Linked DNA regions of Capra hircus: region 2 is linked to region 1. Evidence: chromatin contacts called from public Hi-C data. All regions are on one chromosome and are shown on one strand. Each heading gives the region's core, a stretch centred on a gene start, on an enhancer-like site or on the middle of the called end of the contact. The rest is flanking DNA. Distances are from core to core; before and after follow the strand shown. Region 1 holds the start of CTLA4 (cytotoxic T-lymphocyte protein 4). Region 2 has its middle 50 kb from the start of CD28.

Region 1 (6,130 bases), core at 2,327-4,826:
CTCCAATTCCTGGTTCACCCCCCTTACTGTGGGAAAATGCAAGCTTCACTGGATTTTTAAAATGACATCTTGGCCATTTAACATAGAAGGAAGGATTTCCTGGTTGTGAGGGACGTGTGAGCAAATGGAATCTGGGTATGCAATGCCCTCCTCACTCACAGCTGCATCTCAAGGCAAAATTTCTCCCCTTGTTCCATAGAGAGGATTATTTTTAGTCACGAAAAGCATTGCATCTACCGAAAACAAAAGCAAAGAACAAACCAAAAAAAGGAGAAAGGCTTTCCCAAGCAAAAAGGAGGTGTGAGTAGTATTTGAAAATCAAGTCAATCATTTTGTGTCCGAAGATTATCACAGCCTACTCTTCAGTTATTGCAGTAAATCATACTGACCTATAGATGGCACAAGGTGACTACTGAATAAATATCTTGCTACAGATATAGATCACAGAATCAGGCCGGTCTAACAAATTTCAGAGGCCAACTGTTAGCATTTTCTAAGCTTGTGACATCAGGCCAAAGACAGTTAAAGTCTAATGGCTTTTTCAAACCATATGACTGTGTCTCTCCATGCTTCGTTCATCTGTGTCCTCCTAATTTTGTTCTTTTGTTTTTAATTACCAGAGCTACAGTGGTAATCTATAATCAGTTCTCTATTAACTGTTACGGTTTAGAGAATTTACATTCTTGGGCATAATCATAAGGTCAGTACTGCTAACATGACCCCCACTTGCAGAGCCCTTCCAGAGTGTAGGCACCTTTCTAAAGTACTTGCTTAACCACGTCAACTCAGGTAACCCTCATGGCAATCATGTGAAATAAGTAAAGCACCGTCATTCATCCCCTATTTATAGGTGAGGAAGCTGAAGCACAGTGAAGTGTGAAATAATTTTAATGAAGATCACACAACAAATAGTAGAGCTGGGATCTGAACACAAGCCATCTGGCTCCGGTGACCACGTTCTTATCCACTAGAACGCACACTTAGAACTATTACTGGAGCATGAGATGAACTAAGGCCACCTTCCCCCTCCTTGATAAATCTGTGACAGGTTGGCTTGAGGTCGAACATAGGAGTGAAAACAGCTCCCTCCTGGAACTTTATGGTTCCAAGTCTCCACTGGTCAAGGGAATCCAGTATAGACCCAATAAGGCTGCAAAGGGCAGAGTCTGGGAAAGTTAGCAGAGCTCTCATTACCAGGAGAAGAGTGGGAATACTGCTGATTCAGCCTCTTACATTTGTTTCCCATTTCTAAAATAAAAATTCCATCCAGCTCACTGAGGCATATAACTCACGGGAGTCCCCCAGTGGAGGCAATGGGCAGTATCAGCCTGCCGGGGATAACCTGGATCCAGCGTAGGAGGCCCCTCTCCATCAGAATTTCAATGTGTGATTTCAACAATGGCCAGTTTGTGAAGAGTAGATAAAATGTAAAGTGCATTTGGTAGCATCTCAAAAAGTTAACCAGAGAATTACCACGTGGGTGGAATCGGAGAACTGAAAGCAGGAACTTGAACAGATGTCTATACACCAATGTTCATGGCAGCATTATTTACAGTAGTGAAACTTTGGAAACAACCTCTATGGTCTGAATGTTTCTGTCTCCCCCAAATTCCTATCTTGAAATCCTAATGCACAATGTGATGGTACTGAGACAGGGTCTTTAGGAGGTGAGCATGTCATGAGGGTAGAGCCCCCATGAAAGGGACTAGTGTTGCCATGAAAGAGGCCCCACAGAGATCCTTTTCCCCTTCTACCAGGATGAGAAGTCGGCCTTCTGCCATGCAGAAGAGGACCTTCACCAGAACCAGACCATGCTGACACTCTGATCTCGGACTTTGAACCTCTAGAACTGTGAAAAATAAACTTCTATTCTTTAGAAGCAACCCAGTCTGTGGTAATTCATTACAGCAGCCTGAACGGACTAAGACAACCCAAGTGTCATGTAATTGGATAAACAAAATGTGGCATATCCATACAATGGAATGTTATTCGGTCACGGAAAGGAGTGAAGTACTGGTGCTTGCTGCAATTGGATGAACTTTGAAAATACTATGCGAAATGGAGTCAGTCACAAATGGATAAATATTGTATGACCTGTGGTACCTAAAATATGCAAAATCAAAGATGTAGAAAGTAGAATAGGGGTTATCAGTGACTGAGGGGAGATGAGGGTGGTGATGAAGTCATTGTTTAATGGAGACAGAGTTTCTGATGCAGCTGATTAAGTTCTGGAAATGGATGGTGGTCATAGCTATACAACACCTGTGAAGGTACTTAATGTCACTGAATTGTACACTTAAAAAATAACGAAAATAGTGGGACTGACCTGGTGGTCCAGTGGCTAAGACTCTGTGCTCCCGATTCAGGGGGCGGGGTTCGATCCCTTGTCAGGGAACTAGATCCCACATGTTACAACTAGAAGATCCGGCATGCCACAACTCAGATCTGACACAGCCAAATAAATAATTGTTTTAATAGCTAAAGCAGTAACTTTCAGGTTATACAGATTTTACCACTATTAAAAAAAAAATCATGTTTTTAAAATGTAAAGTGTCTAGGAAATTTGAGAGATATTGCCAGTTACCTAGCCAATACCTAGTCTCCCAGAGCCAATATCTAGTCTCTTTTTCTTTATTAACAGAATCCAATCTGTTGGGGGCTGCAAGGAGTCCTGCTAAAGTCTCCGTTTCCCAGGCTCCCTGCGGATAGGGATGACCACGTGACTGTAAGCTGTGCAGTGAGAGGAAAATTTCTCTTTACTGAGTGAAACTTTTGTGAAAGTTCATTAAAAGGTGGGAGTGGGAGGTGCTGATTCATCTGGCATAATCCCTTTTACCTCTGACCTTTTCCAGCATGAAACCATGGTTATGATGGCTGGAACTTCAGCAGCCATCCGGAAACCATGAGGATGGAAGTCAGCACCAGAGAGGCAGAGCAGAAGGAGAGAAGGAACCTGAGACATCAAGGGCATTGTGGAGCTGCTACACCTTTTGTGGAAGGCTTATCCCTGAACTTTACACATTACTTGAGAGCAAAGAGAACTCCTCTCTAGTTTAAACCAGTGATTTTAAGATCTCTCTCTGCTACTTACTGAACACAATTATTAACTGATTCAGCACCTTAATCCCTATTGTTATTATAATTGCTAGTGATTTTATTAACAAGGAAGTATCTCCCCAGGCCAGCGTTCATTTGACAATGTCATAAACACCTGTAAGTTTGGAGTTGTCGTAAAATGAGCTATCCACAGGCCTAATGGATACTCACTAGAAAGCCAAAGGATCTGGTAAAACAGACTCACCTGCTTCCACAGCCACACGGGCCATAATATTAACTGGAGACATCACTGCCTGTCCCTGGAAGCAGCCACGTTGTTTTGATGCATTTCCTCCTCAGCAAGCTCCAGTGGTGAAGAGTTTTCTGCACCACAGAGTGGAAAGAGGATCAGGAGGCATAGGCATCTTTTCCTTGCCAGAGTTAAAGGGAAGCTGAAGGCTTCTCCAACGGCCTTTTACAAGATAATGACGAACTAACCAGTATGAACTGACTGGCTCATCATCTGAGTGAGTCACTCTGACACCTCATGGTTCCTTAACTTCCTCTGCTTCCTCGACCTTGCCTGCGCCCCAGCCCACGCCAACAACTTCTGGCTGTGGCCACACCCTGGATTTTGTCAGCGGCAGGAACTGCTCCACCGGAATCTCCACATCCGGCATTTACTGTTATCCAGCCCCTCCCTCCTCCTCAACTCCCTCGCCCCTGTACTTCCCTTCTTTGACCTCTTGATGGTCAATCCCATGAGTGTGCACATTGGTTCAAAGACGTTCAGTACTGTCTATCAAATTCAAATTTGACTCAGCAACCCTCTTCCTGGGCATTTATCTTACAGATCATTGGCATCTGGTCAGTAACACACATACAAGATAACATACCCAGAAGAAAGTTTGTTATTTTGGGGTTTTTTGGTAACTTGTTGGGAAGATCCCTTGGAGTAGGACATAACAACCCATGCCAGTATCTTACCTGGGAAATCTCATGGACAGGGGAGCCTGGCATGGGTCCGCAAAGAGTTGAACACGGCTGAGCAACTGAGAGGGAACACACACACCCATCAGACTGAATGCTAGGCACCTATTTTTAAAATTGAGGCAAATCCACATGCAATGATATGAAAAGTTCCCCAAGATACATGTGTAAAAGACAGAGTATTTTATTTGTACCACCTGTGTGGGTATAATTAACATATATATTACCTGTATGTTTAACATATACACACATATATAAAACCCATATCTAAAATATGAGTATATACATATATCTATGAAGACTCTTGAGAGTCCCTTGGACTGCAAGGAGACCCAACCTGTCCATTCTGAAGGAGATCAACCCTGGGATTTCTTTGGAAGGAATGTTGCTAAAGCTGAAACTCCAGTACTTTGGCCACCTCATGCGAAGAGTTGACTCACTGGAAAAGACTCTGACCCTGGGAGGGATTGCGGGCAGGAGGAGAAGGGGACGACAGAGGATGAGATGGCTGGATGGCATCACTGACTCAATGGACGTGAGTCTGAGTGAACTCCGGGAGTTGGTGATGGACAGGGAGGCCTGGCATGCTCCGATTCATGGGGTCGCAAAGAGTCAGACACGACGGAGCAACTGAACTGAGCTGATGCCTATAATACATTTACACATACATAATCCCTGCTATACTATCTCTGAAAGGATATATAAGACACTAACAATAGTAGAAAATGGAGGTGGATGGTGAGAAAGGAAGACTTAATTTTCACTCTATATTCTCTCATGCTTCAATTTTGTTCCATGTACTATTATTACCTATTCAAAACTATTTTCAGAAAAGAATGTTCATCACAGAACTTTTCCTTGCTCTCCTAGTCTCTTCATAGGTTTGCTGCGTCTTTACTGGACACAAATTCATGGTCCATCTGTAGCAGACACTTAAAAAAAAAAATTTAAACTTTTTATTTTGTACTGGGCTATAGCCAATTAACAATGTTGTGGTAGTTGCAAGTGAACAGCAAAAGGACTCAGACATACATATACAGGTATCCATTCTCCCCCAAGCCCTCCTCTCAGCCAAGCTGGCGCATAGTAGTAACATTGAGCAGAGTTCCATGTGTGTAACAGACACTCTTGATGCCCAGTCTTTATCTTCCCAGGCCTTCTCTTTCAATAGGCATTGCTAGACCAGACTTCCAACAGTCAGCCTCTCTTTGCCTGAGGCCATCTTCAGGGCACCAGAATTCTCTGTATTCACATGTGTGGCAGCCCTCGATCCATGCATGATTGCCCCGGAGCAGTCCTAACCAACGGCAAATGGGAAGTGATGTGCAAGGGCGCTGGGAGATCACTCTAAGATGAGTTTTCCCACTGGCTCCCAGAGTCCCCCTGCAGGAGTAAGCTCCCCTCGCATGTCTGCCAGGTACTCTCTTTTCTGATGTGTCTCATTCCCCCTCTCACCTACAAGCATTTTTCCTGGACTCACCTCCTAGTAAACTTCTTGCTCTTGAATCCTTATCCCAACATCTGCCTTGAGAGATCGCAAACAAAGATGCAGCCATTTCAACTATACCATCAATTTCTCATGACTGTCTGTGCTCCTCCTAAGGCTAATCTACAACTGCTCTTACCCCAAACAACAAGCAGTCCAGTGCCCTTCAGAAAATCACTTAACCATGCCAACCAACCCTCTGCAAACTCAGTACTTACAAACTCAAGCTGGCTCTTCAATACTGCTGAAAATTCCTAGTCAGCTTCTTTCTCCTTTACTGGAAGCAGTATCTTCAAACTATTATTAAACTTGAGTCTAGAGTCCTGCTTACTCTCGTCTCCTTCCTTCAGAGTCACCACCTACTTCCCCAAGAAAAGAGAAGCATCAGCTGTTAACGCCTGGTGATTTCTATATCTAAGTATCCCACACATGTTTATTTATTTTTCCTGATAAATTTCTTCTCTGGGATTTTCTCTGCATATGTACATAAGGTACAGATGAGGTAGGTTTACATCCTAACTGGCAATTTACCAGTCTTGCAACTTCAGGCAATTGACTCAATCGCTCTCCTCTATAGTACAGAGATAGTAACAGTATGGTTCATACTGTTCAATCATG
Region 2 (6,130 bases), core at 1,839-4,338, 160 kb after region 1:
GCTGGGTTTTATTCGTCCCTTCTCTTTCTGGCCTATTTCTCAAAACTACTCAGAATTACATTTGCCTATGCTACTAAGAAAGTTGAGGAATGAATTCTGCAGTATTTAAAAAGGATTGACTAAAAATATTTGCTTTAAGAGAAAGGGAAAGAAAGTTTTTCAGCTGAATTCCTAAATTAATGTGCATATAAATAAAATAAACTTGCCTAATCTCCTTTGAATCACTTGAGGAACTTTGAACATGGAGTGATAATACCACAAGCTTCTCTAAATGCATGCCAGGCACTTGTCAACCTGATCCTTTAATACCAAACAAGTGACAACTTTAAAGTATATATATTTAATACTGTTTTCCACATATCCACCTCTAAATCATCAAACTATGAGAATCCTTTGAAATTCTTGGCTCATTATCCAGCCTCTACCAAGCTAACTCATGTCTAAATGTCTCCCAGAGCAGTCAGCTCAGTGTCACTACCATGAAAAGCATTGTCACCCCACCCAGAGAAGGATAAAGGTCTGCTTCAGAGGCCAGTGTAGGGCCATTTGGGCAAGCTCCCTCCAGATGTATTTTTGGTTTTTCATTCTGTTCTTCCTTTTATTGTGATTTATTTTTCAAGTATATAAGGCAATGGTTTCTAAACATTATGCTGTGGCACCCCAGAAACTGAACCCTTCACCAAATTTTGAAAAAAAAAATTAATATTTGATGCAACTGAGTATACATACTGTCACTAAGAAGTCAAGATTCATCTTGCAAAGAGTAATAGCAGACCAGCAACAAAGAAAGATTGTATGTTTTTTAGAACATGTAACTAGTTTTTTCCATAAACATGTTAGACATCACAGTAAGGGTAGGAAACAGCTGTCCTTGAACCTAGACATAGCACAGAAAGGCAAGCACACAAGCTGTGACCTGCTGTAGTTATTTTTATGAACACCATGAGATACTGTTTTATTATTATGTGGTTGGTGGTATAGATTTTATTCTTTGAAGCCCTTTGTGTTGCCAATAATTCCGGCACTTGAAAGCATGCTACAAACACGGAAGATTGAGAACCTCCAATATAACAGAAAGCTTTATGCTTTTGTGCAAGACCTGGGGAATACACACAGATCTTGGCTATCTGTATGGTTATCTGATTTTGATTATCCAAACATATTCCCTTGCAGGAAACATGGAGTTAGAAGGCTTAATTTAAGGATGGATTCTGCACCCCAGAGGCCATTTTCAGAACTGAGTAGTCAAAGTAAATTTGCGTTGTTCAGTCATTAAGTCATATCCAACTCTTTGCAACCCCATGGACTGCAGCACACCAGGCTTCCCTGTCCATCATCTCCCAGAGTTTGTTCAAACTCATATAAGTAAATTCAGTTCAGTTCCGTTCAGTCACTCAGTCATGTCCGACTTTTTCTGACCCCATGAATCGCAGCACACCAGGCCTCCCTGTCCATCACCATCTCCCGGAGTTCACTCAAACTCACATCCATCGAGTCGGTGATGCCATCCAGCCATCTCATCCTCTGTCGTCCCCTTTTCCTCCTCCCTCCAATCCCTCCCAGAATCAGGGTCTTTTCCAATGAGTCAACTCTTCTCATTAGGTGGCCAAAGTACTGGAGTTTCCCCTTTAGCATCATTCCTTCCAAAGAGCACCCAGGACTGATCTCCTTTAGAATGGACTGGTTGGATCTCCTTACAGTCCAAGGGACTCTCAAGAGTAAATTAGATCAACCCTAAATCTGATGTCACCAACAGAGAACATTATATGATCTCAGAAGTTCTCTGAATTCCAGTTTCTGCTTTGAGATGTCCTTCAGGTTGCCAAAAATAGAAGACTGTGAACATCAGAGTGCTCAAAACTCCCAAAGTGTTCTCCTCCTTCTGTCTCTCTAGCTTCCAACTAAATAGCATAGACAGACTTTCTCCTCCCCTGAGCCAGATACAATGCTGGGTCCTCTTTTGAAGAAGATTTGGCTTCAGTAAATTGTACCAGAGAAATAAATATGAGAGTTTCCCGTCCCTGGCAATATCCATTCAAACTAAGAGTATTTGTGGAAAAGTTTCTTTTCCACACTCCTACACACAATACTTTGTATATTGCTCTATTACAACATATTTGATTTTGGCTTATATTCTTAGGTGTCTTTCTAATTAAAATGTTAGTTCCCTGAAGGTAAGAACTGTCCTGCAACCCTGCAAGGATCTTGTAAACTGTATCTGTCCCACAGTAAACTTGCCAGGAGCGGAGGTTGTGAGGAGGGAAGACAGAGATTGGGGAGGAGGTAACGTCAAGAATTGTTCCCTTGCAGCTGGTATTGCTCCCTAACAACTGTTCCTGCCAAACAAAAGCTCACTTCAGAAAATCAGAGACAGATAGAGGCCAACAGACAGCCATCATGATCGTCGCATTTTATAATCACAAACAACTCAAATTACATTTGCTCAAGCCAATTTAAGTTTCTCAGTTGTTTTGTATAAATATAACCATTTAACATTCTGAACTATAATAACATAATATTAGTACAATGACAAAGAAATAGTGCCTGCTGATATCTACCACCTAGCAGACTTCTTATCTTCTACTTAGCTTCCACTATGCTGGGGAGAAAAGATGTCCTAACACAGGGAGGCAGTGTAGCGCAGTGGTTAAGAGCACAGGCTTGGCCTGCTAGCAGCACACTGCCCCAGCTTTGCCTCTTCCTGTGTGACCTTGAACAAGTTTCTCAGCCTCTCCAAAGGCTCAGTTTCCTCCACGGCTAAATGAAGATTAAAACTTACCTGTTTGATGGTATTATGAGAATTAAGAAAGAGATTACATGTAAAATGCTGAGCACAGTACCTGGCCCAACAAAGAGCACCTAGTCAATGTTTGAGCTTGTAGTCAATAAATGAAGAAACAAATCATTTGTTTTTCCCTTTAGACTTCTTGTTTCCTATCCTCATCCCACCCCCAGTCTAAGCCAAAAGGAGGGGAATCTTTGGAAGCAGTCTCAGCATGCTTGCCATGTCATGCAGGATTGCTAACGGAGAATGCAATGTCTCTAATTGGCTGGACTCAGCTTGGCTGTTGCATCAGAGACCTGCTCCACAGCTGTGCCTGCCTCTGTGGACTCCTACCCTCATGTCTCTGGAATGTCCCCTCCCCTCATACAGCAGCCACCATGCCTGTCCACGTGGGAGGTGATTATTATGTGTAAGCACTTAGGTAGGTCCCATTCAGGAAACAAGGATTACACAACTTTTATGTAGAGACATAGTCTCCTGAGGCAAAAGTCCACAGTGATAACAAGGCATGGGGCGGGGTAGGGTCACAGGCCTTCTGAGAAAAAAAAAAATGCCTTTTTTTTTTCAATAGACAAAAAATATGAAGTGTTTCTAGCTTTAGATCTTAGCTATTTCCATAAGATGTTTACTTAACTGTCTATAACTTCTTCAGAACAACATCAAGACTGACCACATAGCATAACCAGAAAAAGACAAGGGAACTCTATGTAGGTCTATGTGAACAATGAGACCAAGGAGGAATTTTACAATTACAGGTTTCCTATGACAAAAGGCCCCCTGCATGCCAAACATTTTAAGACTACTTTGGCCTCAGAAGAAGTGGGTGGAACAGTCACTTGCAATGGTCCATAGACGGTCTGAATGTCTGCATAAAGGAAAAGAAATCTGGCACGTACGTAATCTAACTGCTGCTTCTAAACGTTTAAAACAACGTTTTTAAAAATGCTTCCTAAAGGAATATAGAATGCACAAACGGGAGGGTAGTCGCCTCTGTCAGAAGCTATAGAAGTGCTAAATGACACAGAGCTTAGCTGGCCTAAAGCCAAGTGAGGCACTTTGCCCTGGAGGAAATTATAGTGCTGTCACTGTGTTGTAATAAGCCTCTACAAAACGAGGCATTGTGTTTCTGCTGAGTCTTGAACGAAAAATGAATCAGGATTTGGCTTCCTTAGAGGAAGGGGGAGAAGTGCGTCTGCTTCCATAGAAGAGGATATGCACTTGGTCTCATGAAGTATATATTTTACTCATCATTTTTTTAATTCTGCTTTTCAAAGAGAGCTATCTTTGAAAAGATTTGCGAATACTTATTATGTGCAGAAGATGTTGCCACCTTTGATGCCATAGATTTTTTTTTTTTTAGAAGAGCACTCACTGTTTATCATCAGCTTACTATACAAGAAGTTCAGGTGAAGGGAAGAAAGTATTGAAAATATGACACACGAGTGATGCTAAGTTTTTCTGAGCCACCTCTAGCAGCAAATACGGAGACCTGATCAACGCTTTAATGAGCAGATCCATAAGATGTTCCCACATTTGTAAGACTCAATGGTTACATGGAAAATAAGCTCAAATACATATGCTCAAGTATAGTGAGGCAAGCCTGGTGAAAACCCAAAATGGTCCGAGTGCAAAAAAGGTTACAGACTGTTGTCATTACAAAAGGTCAGTTGCTAGTTAGGAAAGAACAAAGATCACAATAGTTCAACTTTCACATTTTTTAAAAAATTCCCTGGAATTGTATAATGAGGTACTTAAGGCTAGAGACTATCTAAACTCAGTTTTTAATCAAATAAAATCCTCGATATTTATTTCTACTTGGCCCAATCCTATTCTTCCTTTATTTCAATAAACTGAGCACCTCTTTTAGTTTTGAGAAAGAAAAACCTAATTTTTATCTACAAATATGTTTTAGATTGATTTTGTTAAGCATCTCAGACCTAATCAACATTAACTTCTAGCTTCTGGTTGCTGCCAATCCAGAAGTTAATGTGTCCACTAGAGTAGAAGACAGAAATAGCCAGTGACATTGTGTTTTGTTTGGTGGGTTGGGTTTTGGCTTTTTTTTTTTTTAGTATATCAGTTCCTTTGATGAAATAACAGTTACAGCTACTATTTATTAAGTATTATACTAGGCACCATGCTAAAGGTTTTAAAATACGATCTCCTTTAATCTGTACTTTTTGAAGTCAAATATTATCTTCATTTTACAGAGAAGAACATTAGGACTTAGAAGAGTTACGCAATTTGCCCAGGGTTATAGAGCTAACAAATGAGAAAGCCAAAAGTTAAACTGGCTGATTTAACATCCATTACACAATACTGCCTCCGAAACTCCAAGTCTGTTTGCCCTGGGCAAATATTACTCTTATATTCAAAAGCCAAAGGAAAAGAAGGAGGTGGAAGCTGCTAAATGAGGGAGAAGCAAACGGAAAATTTTGTGGTTGTTCATCCACAAAGTTTATTGTGGGACAGGCAGACACAGTTTACAAGATCCTTGCAGGGTTGCAGGACAATTCTTGTCTTCAGGGAACTAATATTTCAACTGGAAAGACACCTAAGAATATATGACAAAATCAAATATGTTTCAAGAGAGCGATATACAAAGTATTGTGCGTAGGAGTGTAGAAAAGAAACTTTTTTCTGACAGACTGGCAAACAGTTGGAAAGACTTCTTAATTGTTAATGTCATGTCTGTTTTGATCTACTCAGTAAGAACACTTGACACCTGTCTGCCAAAATTAATGTTTATTAGGACTGAATATTTGAAGACTTTCAGGTCAGTGAGCTGAAGGATCTGCTACCATATTCTCCAATGCTGTTGGTAGAAATGAAAATTGATAAAACAAAAAAGTTTTTGGAAAGCGAATGAGTGACATAGATCAGACTTCTGGGAATTCGTCTATTCTACTGGTAAGTTCTTCAGATAAAGATACAAGAATGTTCACTCAGTGCTTGCTTATTGTCATCATAAACTAGAAACAACCTGGGGCTTCCCAAGTGGCTCAGATGGTAAGGAAGTGAAAGTGACAGTTGCTCAGTCGTGTCCGACTCTTTGTGACCCCACAGACTGTACTCTCCAGGCCAGAATACTGGAGTGGGTAGCCGTTCCCCTTCCAAGGGATCTTCCCAACCCAGGGATCGAGCCCAGGTCTCCTGCATTGCAGGCGGATTCTTTACCAGCTAAGCCTCGGAATCTGCCTACAATACAGGAGACCCGGGTTTAGTTCCTAGGTTGGGAAGATCCCCTGGAGAGAGGAATGACTACCCATTCTAGTATTCTTGCATGGAGAATTCCATGAACAGAGGAGCCTGATGGGCTACAGTCCAGGGGGTCACAAAGAATCA

What was found. Hi-C and Micro-C count contacts between places; a contact is called where the count stands out from the background.
Region 2: a Hi-C map of blood shows a contact between it and region 1, with 2.1 times the contacts expected there. The contact joins the enhancer-like site here to the promoter of CTLA4 in region 1. A contact is called at or near these places in 2 of 5 Hi-C or Micro-C datasets (both in blood).

The regions. Positions count from the first base shown.
Region 1 is chr2:43,895,060-43,901,189 of ARS1.2, forward strand. It overlaps CTLA4 (cytotoxic T-lymphocyte protein 4), which reads right to left and starts at 3,577. Exons shown (of 5, transcript XM_005676404.3): 1 at 3,302-3,577. The coding sequence starts at 3,344.
Region 2 is chr2:44,053,768-44,059,897 of ARS1.2, forward strand. No RefSeq gene overlaps it. Among named protein-coding and RNA genes, the nearest start is that of CD28, 50 kb to the left of the region's middle. Within about 2 kb of position 3,089, at least 4 of the 5 cell types and tissues checked have an H3K27ac peak or open chromatin away from gene starts, as enhancers often do.